Linked DNA regions of Rattus norvegicus: region 1 is linked to region 2. Evidence: chromatin contacts called from public Hi-C data. All regions are on one chromosome and are shown on one strand. The core of a region is the stretch at or near the end of the contact, and the rest is flanking DNA. Distances in the headings are between cores, read along the strand shown. Region 1 holds the start of Htatsf1 (HIV-1 Tat specific factor 1). Region 2 holds the start of Mmgt1 (membrane magnesium transporter 1).

Evidence for each region. A called contact is a pair of places that touch in the nucleus more often than the background predicts.
Region 1: a contact with region 2 is called in a Hi-C map of liver, with 6 times the contacts expected there. The contact joins the promoter of Htatsf1 here to the promoter of Mmgt1 in region 2. A contact is called at or near these places in 4 of 12 Hi-C or Micro-C datasets (frontal cortex, liver, mammary epithelial cells and 1 more).

Annotation. Positions count from the first base shown.
Region 1 is chrX:139,969,731-139,974,229 of GRCr8, reverse strand. Htatsf1 (HIV-1 Tat specific factor 1) reads right to left here and starts at 1,488. Exons shown (of 10, transcript NM_001108259.1): 1 at 1,287-1,488; 2 at 857-1,098. The coding sequence starts at 1,042.
Region 2 is chrX:139,456,059-139,460,575 of GRCr8, reverse strand. Mmgt1 (membrane magnesium transporter 1) reads left to right here and starts at 2,407. Exons shown (of 4, transcript NM_001106970.1): 1 at 2,407-2,620. The coding sequence starts at 2,542.

The sequences.
Region 1 (4,499 bases), core at 239-2,738, 510 kb before region 2:
GGGTGCTTGAAATATGCGCAAATACAAAATCAGAAAGAATAGCTGAAATAAAGAATTTTGGAACCAACAATCAATCCCCCTGCACAATGGAGAAAAGTTGTGTGTGATTGGCTCTCCAATCGCTTGGTGTGCTGTTAGTACCCTTTGATGCCAAAGTTCCCATGAGGCTAAAACTAACAGAGTACTTTCACCCTACAGTTTATAACACCGGGTTCAACACCAGTTGTGTTATTTCCATGCTGAAACTAAACACTTAGCAATTCCCAAGTACTCGGAAACAAATGTAGAGTTCTCTTTCATCCATTTCCTGCGCATTCCTAGTCATACTCCTGTGCTTAGAGGGTCCAAACTTAGATGTCCTGGAACAAAATTTAGTAGAATAATAAAACAAAACAAGAATCAAGAAAAGTTTATTCGGCAGAATGAGCTGAATGACTGCTTTCTGACCCGGTAAATCAACAAGCTACATTAGGCACAAGCATGTACACGAAGCGTAAGTTAAGTTTGGTTATACAGGATAAAACTCTTATTAATGTGTTTTTCTTGGTGTTTTTCCTCTTTGCAGTAAAAATATCCAGATAAAAATGAACTGTGACCTTCACACACACACACACACACACACACACACACACACATACACAAATTAATAAGACATTAAAAAAACACACTTAAGGCACCACTCTAAGATTTACTTTTCTTTATACATCGGGGCTGCAATAGACTGAACAGACTAGCCACCAACCACCAGTTCAAAGACCAAGTACTTCAGCGGAGCAAACATAAGAGGGATGTCCCGCAAAGGTGGTCAGGGAGCCCTATGTCCCGCTCCACAGTGGGACTCAAGCTACTCTCTTACCTTAGGGAACCAAGCCTTCTTATCAAGGTCCCACTCGTAGGGAGTGTCATCTGGTGGTTGTCCCAAAGAATCAGTTTCTCCAGAGGGCTCATTCTGGGTGTCACCTTCCTTGGGGTCTCCGTACAATTCTTGCATTCGCAACTGCTCATCAAATTCATCGTTCCCGCTCAAGTTGCTGCCACTCATGGTTCTCACGTAGTCCCGGACACAACGGTCAGAGAAGTGAAGAGGCCAAAAGGGCGCTGGAAGAGAGCAGAGAAAGAGAGGTCTGCAGAGCTCAGAACGTGCACTGCAACTCCCCGGCCGCCTCCCGCAGCGCCCCAGCAGACCCTGGGAAGTCTAAGCGGTACCACCCCAACTCCGCCCTCCTGCCCGCCCCACTCGCGCACGCATGCGTCTAGAAACTGCCAGCGCTGTCGCCGCCACCCACCTGGCGGACTCCGCGGGGTCTCAACGCCACCGCTAGGTCTAGGGCGAGGCGGAAGCGCGCAAGCGCGCGGTTACCGCCGCGGCTGGCTCCGGGGGCACTACAGCTTCCTCCGCCACGTCAGGCAACTATTTGAGAACGAAGTCCGCCTCAGACTGATGCGGTCGCCATTGTCCGCGCGTGGCGACGTAAGGATCGCTCGACACGCCCACGTGGCGTCATATGTCCGCGACGCTTGCGCGGACAGGGGCGGGGTTTCAAAGCCTGGCTGCCGCCGCGTGTCCATACTTAATGGTAACTCGCCTTAGAGACGCAACCTGCAGAAATGCGTGGCACCTCGGGAACCTTGGGCTCCTCTGCACTCCGGACGAATTTCGCCGCAGCGATTGCCTGAAAAAGGACGCGGAACTCTTCCAGACGAGCTGGCTGTGTTTGGGCTTTGCGGCAGGCGCCATCTTGGGGAGGTGGGTGGGACCGTGGGACAAGTTTCTCCCGCTTCGCGAAACCTTTGCGCCTCCTTCGCGCAAATCCCCGCCCCTGCGCAGAAGCCAAGGGTTTACTTATTTTTAAATGCTTGCCCTAGGGTACACGCGGCTTTTGTTCACCTTAGTAACCCAAACACCTAATATACTGTTTGGCGTCTAGTGAAGAAGGAGTGAAAGAAAAGTGGGCAGAAGCCATCGCTTCCTAATCTCACCCCGTTTTTTTTTTTTTTTTGTTTTTTGTTTTTTTTCCGGATCTGGGGACCGAACCCAGGGCCTTGCGCTCGCTAGGCAAGTGCTCTACCACTGAGCTAAATCTCACCCCGTTTTTATGCTTCTGGTACCACCCTCAGACTGCAGTAGGTGAGAGTAGCTTTTGCCTGCGGCTTACTGCAACGTGTCAGAGGTGTTCCAGCCTGGAATTTGAAGCTTGACTGTAAACATCCCCTTGTACAAATAGGAGATGAACCATGTGGCCCCATTTCCTTGTTTCTTAGTAAGACAGCCTACTGCCTTACTAAGAAAAGCGGGACTTTTCTCTTAGATGTTTCATGTACCTCGAAAAGGGAAGAGGTCCATATTTTTAAAACAGACAGGCATTTACTGAACTATTAAGTGCCAGGGGGCGATTCTGAGGCAGCTGCTGAGAAGACAGATCAAGGGAGGTTCAATTATAGTTGGCGAACAATAGGGTGGAAGCACCAGATGCTGGACAGCAGCAATTACTTTGTTTTATTTTGTTTTCAGCATCCTTTAATACTCAAAAACTAGACAATTCTAAACAGCTTTTTTTTTTTTTTTTGGTGTGTGGACTACGTTTATCAACAAACAACAACGTCTGTTGCCATAATGTTAACTATGCAAGTAAAATTTTAATCACTAAAAGTAGCAATAAACTATACATGTAGACATCAGTACTATAATCAAGACTTGACTGTAGGGAAAAGCTTCTTAGAAATTATTTCCATTCCAGTCACCTTTGTTTGTAAACACAGTGGTTCAAGCTAGGTTCTAGAACATCTTGGCTCCTCACAAATCTCTGAATCTGATCCCACGTTAACGATGTTAAAAAAATAAAACAGTATTTTTTGTTTCCAAATATATTTATTTTTATGAGGTTCTGTTTTTAGTAGAACTATTGGAGAACTGAATTTATATGCATGCTGTGGATTTTGTTAGGTTCTTTTAAATGCTGCTAAGTAGGTCTTGCTTTGATCTGAAAACTATACAGCACTTTTCACTAATTTGTTATTATGCTTCCATTTCATTCAGGAGTATGTTTACAATAGAAGAGATAGTGCACTGGATGATATTGCACATGGCACACACTTTTAACGCCGTGCGCGCGCATGCGCACACACACACACACACACACACACACACACACACACACACGCTCACATACATCTATCCTTATGTTTGGGAGTTTTCTTGTCCCCACATCTTGTAATCTCTAATCCTAGTTGGGAGGGGATTTCTTCTGATAAAAAGGTTGATGTATCTTTAACCTAAGGTAATATGAACACAGAATTACTTAAAAACAAAATTTGCTTACAGAAGATGTACAGGGTTAAATTGGGGGCACTTCCCCTCTGCATATGCTGTGGTTGTACATGACTTTGTGACTTTCCTACTTCCTAGGGTATTGCTGTGATCCACATTCGAAATTTTGAGCAAAATTAGGACATGTTCACAGTATGTTTTGCCTTTGTCCAAATCTCTCCCTATCTAGAACTCTCACTAAAGAAATGAAATATCTCACAAAAACAATGTAATTGTGGCTATTATTATAGGCACCTAATAAAGTTAACCCCAAGAAAGAAAATGAGTTCATTTCCCCCAAACCCGTAAATTTTAATCACAGTTTTCTGCTACAAAAGTGGAGGGATGGGGCTGGGGATTTAGCTCAGTGGTAGAGCGCTTACCTAGGAAGCACAAGGCCCTGGGTTCGGTCCCCAGCTCCGAAAAAGAGAACCAAAAAAAAAAAAAAAAGTGGAGGGAGCTGATGCCCTTGAAAACTAAGATGTTACTTTAAACATATTTCATCACTAACTCATGCAGCCTAGTTTTGTGAAACAGGAAAGTACTGTCTTGACTTTTGTAGCCTGATACTTTTTAAACTTGGAGTTCTATCCTCGGCTGGAACGAGGACCCCTAGCGACTATGTACCAAACAGGACGCTCATTCTTCATGGCTGCCCTATCTGACCTTAGTGAAAGAAGATAGGCCTAGCCCCTCAAAGGCAATGTGCCAGGGTTGTGGGATACTTAGGGGGGGCCCACACTCTCAGAAAGGCATGAGGTAAAATAAAATTAGGGTTCTAATTACTTATTGATCATATACGTATGTTAGGGCCAGAGGAAGGTGTCATGTATCTTTTTTTTTTTTTTATCACTATCTGTCTTATTCCTTTTGATGTATGGACTCTTGCTGAACCCAGGGTTTCTGGTTTCTTTTTGTCTTTTCTAGCAAGGCTGACAGCCAGCAAGTGCCAGGAATCCTATTATCTCAACCCCCTTCTGTGCTGTAATTACAGGTGTATACAGGACCACATCTGGCTGGTGGGTGCTGGAATCCAAAGTCTGGGCCTCATGCTTATGCAGGGAGCACTCTTAACTGCCTAGCTCTCTCTCAGGCCCATAGCCTGGTACATTTATAAAATTATTTCTCAAGTGTTAGGCCCAGGAGAGTAAATATACAACATTTTTCTAATTAAGAAAAATCAACTATTTTA
Region 2 (4,517 bases), core at 1,158-3,657:
TATCTATAGTCCTATAGTTTCTGTAGAGGGCAAGGCAGAAGAACCACTTGTGCCCAAGTGTTTGAAGCCAGCTTGCGCACTGTGACAAGACCCTGTTTTCAAGCAAGCCCCATGAACTCGATTTAACAGTTTGTGACTAGAAAACATAAACCTAGGCTAGTTTTCTGGTACTTGATACATTGATAAAGGTCAAGGAGAGGACTGCTGCATGATTGATGCAGATGGATGCAAACATATCTTAAGTGAATGGAGAAGCAAAACCGAGCCACTTCTCTGAAGCCTAGGAAAATGCACTGGTGACTTATACAAATAACTTCTCAGTGGGTGTCTCTCTCTCTCTCTCTCTCTCTCTCTCTCTCTCTCTCTCTCTCTCTCTCTCTCTCTCTCTCGACCCAGAGCTCAGACACTTCCAGAAAATTCTTAGCTGTTCATAGTGTTACATGCCAAGTGCCCCAGCATTGATTGGTTGCGAGGATAAAGTTCAAAAGTTTCAATTATGATTCTGAGGCCTGCAGAGTGAGAGTCAGTCTCTTTTTCTTCTCCTCTCCTCCCCTCTGCACTCCTCACCTGTCTCTGTTCAAAACCCTCTAGCCTTTTATTAATCATTTTCCACTTCAGATAAGCTATTAGGATATGTGGGAAAGTTTTTATTTCCATCTCAATGTGACCATTATTTAAGCTAAAACAAAATTTTGATGGGTTTTAAAAAACTATGTTTTCTATATTGCAACGTCTCATTTTCCTGCTGACTAAATAGTGATTAGCTGGCTTGTGTAATCATGAAGTTCAGTGGTAGTTCTCTTTTTGTAAGGAATGCATGATACTGAAATGATGTTGATTAAGCACTGTGTGGAGAAGGCCCAGAGAACAGTAATAACTATGACTTATTTTGACTGGATCCAGTTTTTCCAAGTTGAAGAAACCCAAGTATATCAAAAGACTGCAGGGATTTTTAAAAGTCAACTCAAAATACTAGGTGGAACCTCTGTAAAGATCCTTTCCGTGACAAAATCACTCTGTGTTCTTTGCCACCGTTTACTCATCCTTCATTCAACACGTTTGTACTCAATGTCTGCTGCTTTCCTGTCCATGCTCTATACAGAGAGAAAGCTGTCTTCTTGCAGCTCTCATTCCAGAGTGGGAAGAGAGGCAGCAAACAATAGTCACCCAACAAATATAATAAATAAATAACATAGTTTAGAAGGTGATATAAGATCATGATAGAATAAGGAGATCACAAGTGGGAATGCTTCAAATTTAAAAGGCATAGTAAGGACCCGCAGGACTGACCAGGTACTGATGAGTCAATGGATTCAGATGTTACAGTTCTTTGGAGAGTGAAGGGAAAGAACAGTAATCTTGCTATACATTTACTTTGTGATATGCAGTTTACAAAGCTGTGCCACTTAGCCAGGGGCACTGAAGTAACTTATATAGAGTTGAGGTTACAATTGGCCATAAAATGTCATGCCCGCAGGATCTATTCACACACAAATTAATATCCAGCAGTGGGTAGCTAGGAATGCTGACCTGGAGCTAAGGAGTTAACGGTATTTGAGGCAATGTTGTTGATTCGCAATCACTGCTCTAACTAAGCTGGTCTGAAGTGGGAATGAACTAACGAGCTTGTCAACAGAGAGGAGAATGAAAAGAGATCAAGGAAACACCTCATTTCTGAATGCCTACATTTAAGGAGATGAAGATAAAAACGGAGAAAGGTTACATTTGTATGCTGATCAGACTATGTTTTATGCATCCCCTTATTCTCGAATCTCCTCCTTAATACATGCTAGCTTTCTTCTTGACAAAACAGTCCTGCTGTGCTACACTCTCTTTTGTGTGGATCTTGCTCATAGAAACGTAAAGTAGAAAGGTAAGAAGTTGAACTAATTCTTTGAGAGTCCCCAGCACGCCAAGCGTTCAGGGCTCCAACACCCCAAGTTATTACCCTTTCCACTTTATTTATTTCCTCACGTTAATGACCTAGCAACCTGCCACAGTACCAGTTTTCTGAGGTCAGAGGCATAGGAAAGGCTTACTGAAAGGAAAGCACTCTGTTCGAAGGAAAAGCAATTAAATTAGCCAATTAACAAATACCAAGTACCAGGCTTTTGAATTCTACACCTACAGCCTTTTACCAATGCCACCAGCCCCACCTTCTTCTCCTCCCAGGCCATTTCCGTAAGTCCCGCCCCTTCTCCAAATCCCGTGCTTATTTGCGGACGCTCTACCTCATCTTCCCATTGGTCTCGCTTGGCCTGTTCTTCCACGCCCCGCACTCAGCCCCACCTCTCTTAGGGAAACTGCACTGCGCAGACGCGGAGGAGGCAGCAGGACCTTTTTCCGTGTCGCTCTCTCCTTCTTCCCGGCATTCCTTTTTCCGCGTTCTCACTGCTCTCTGAGTCTGGCAGCTACCGGCACTTCGCGCCCAGGGCTTTGGTGACGTCATGTTTCTGCGCCGCGTGGACGCCCGCCGGTGAAAGAAGGAATACCTCAGCCGCCCTTCGTCTCCTTTTGTTGGGCTGCCGCTCCTTCTGAATCATGGCGCCATCGCTGTGGAAGGGGCTTGTAGGCGTCGGGCTCTTTGCCCTAGCCCACGCTGCCTTTTCAGCTGCGCAGCGTAAGTGCCTCCCGAACGGGGACTGCTCGCGTGAGGGACACCAGGGGCTGTGTGGGGGCGCTCCCCTAAGGACTGTTGGACCCAGTGCAGAAGAGGTGTTTAGAGACATTTTAGGTTGGGGTAACTAAAGCAATTTAGGGTCCTCAACGGAAGGCTTGAAATTGGAGGGTTGTGGAACACCTAGATTTCAGGATGGTTAAAAGAGGTTGCTGATGTTCGAGAAAGAATTCAAACCAGGAGTCTGTCCCAGGACTCAAGACACGAGATGTCAGATGTAGCATAAAGCAGCTCAGACAAAGTGTAGAATTAAGAACTTGAAATGCATGTGGCATCGTGACAGCTAGATCCTGGGCACTCTGCTGTCCAGGCAGAGACTGAGAAGTTAAGTGACCGACTGCCTCAGGGAGGCACTGTGACACGGGGAAAGAGCAGTGGACTGGTTTAAAAGGTTGGTTGTTAAAATTTTGCTTAACTATTAAATCTGCGTGACCTTGGGCAAAAGATAACGTGCTGTATGGTGGGGTTTTAATTTTTTTCTCAGATCAATAATTGAAGTTGCTTCTGCTTTTATGTACTAGAGGTACCGTGCTTCCTTAAGGGAATTCTTAGGCTAGTGGAAAAGCTAGTGGGCCAACAAATAATTACAGTAAGATAATATGGATACGGGAAAGGGGTGTATATGTGTATGCATAAATGTTCATGGGGAGTGGTAATTTGGTGGGACCCCGGGAAAAGTGCCTTAGAACCTTGCTGCTCATAGTGTGGTCAATAGAGCAGCATCATGGACATCACCTGGGAGCTTGTTAGTGTCTACTCAGGCTCCACCTCAGAACTATTGAATCGGAATAGTCGTTTTAATAAATCCCTGGGCGATTTATGTGCACACTAGTTTGTGAAGCACTGTCCTGGAGGAGAATAGGATACACTGGGGTACTGGTTATTTTCAAAGTAAGCTTTGGATCTAATATACAGTCACACAGAAAGGAAGGCCCTTGCTTGAAGTCCTTTTGGAGTTCTTATTTCCCCAATGAAGAAATGCCTAGTTGAAGATAGTGTTAAAGAGCCAGAGCTGAATTCATTCAAACAAGAAAGCTAGCTAGAAGTGTGACATTAGAAGGTTAATCCAAAGGACATTTGATATTGGATTGATTTTTCGTTTACCCTGTCCTTATAGGCTCTGTAAATTCAAATCTATTCTGCCTGCATACATACTTTTTAAACAGCCCTAACACATTCACACAAAACTGCTTGGACATTTTAAGCCTAGAGTACATTATAAAGTGGGAATTGTCCTATTTAATCTAGAAGTAGATGTCCTACTTGATGTAGAATTGAAATTTGGATTTTTATATTTTTCAAGTAATGAGAATGTCTTGTGGACTGAAGCAAGACCTCTGTACTGTTCATGCTGGCAAAAGACTGCTGTTTCCCTTTGACACGAATTGTGTCATGGGAAATTGTGGCAGCAGACAGCATCCTATGGTGTTGGAACATGTTCATCTCTGCAGTAATGACCTTTGATATAGCAGGGCACTGATCATGAACTAAATAAACCCTCTTCACCTTTCAAAGTCCTATTTGCCACAGAGGAAACTCAGCCAGTGCATCTGTTCTATAGCCCTTTGACACTAAGAAATACTCTGGTCACTTTCACATTGTAACGTTCTGCAATGGAAACCCATGCTGGGCTTGTTGAGGATGTCTTGAATGAGGTACAGTAAATTATAGTAAACAGAAGAAACATACATGCTATGTCTGACTTGGGGTTACCAGTTTAAATCATGATTCCAGGCTTTAATCCCTTGCTGCCTTCTGAGATGAAGGCAGCAGCAGGATTAGGGCATAGCAAGGACAGAAATTGATGTCCTGGAACTCCAGCTACACCACTACACTGAAG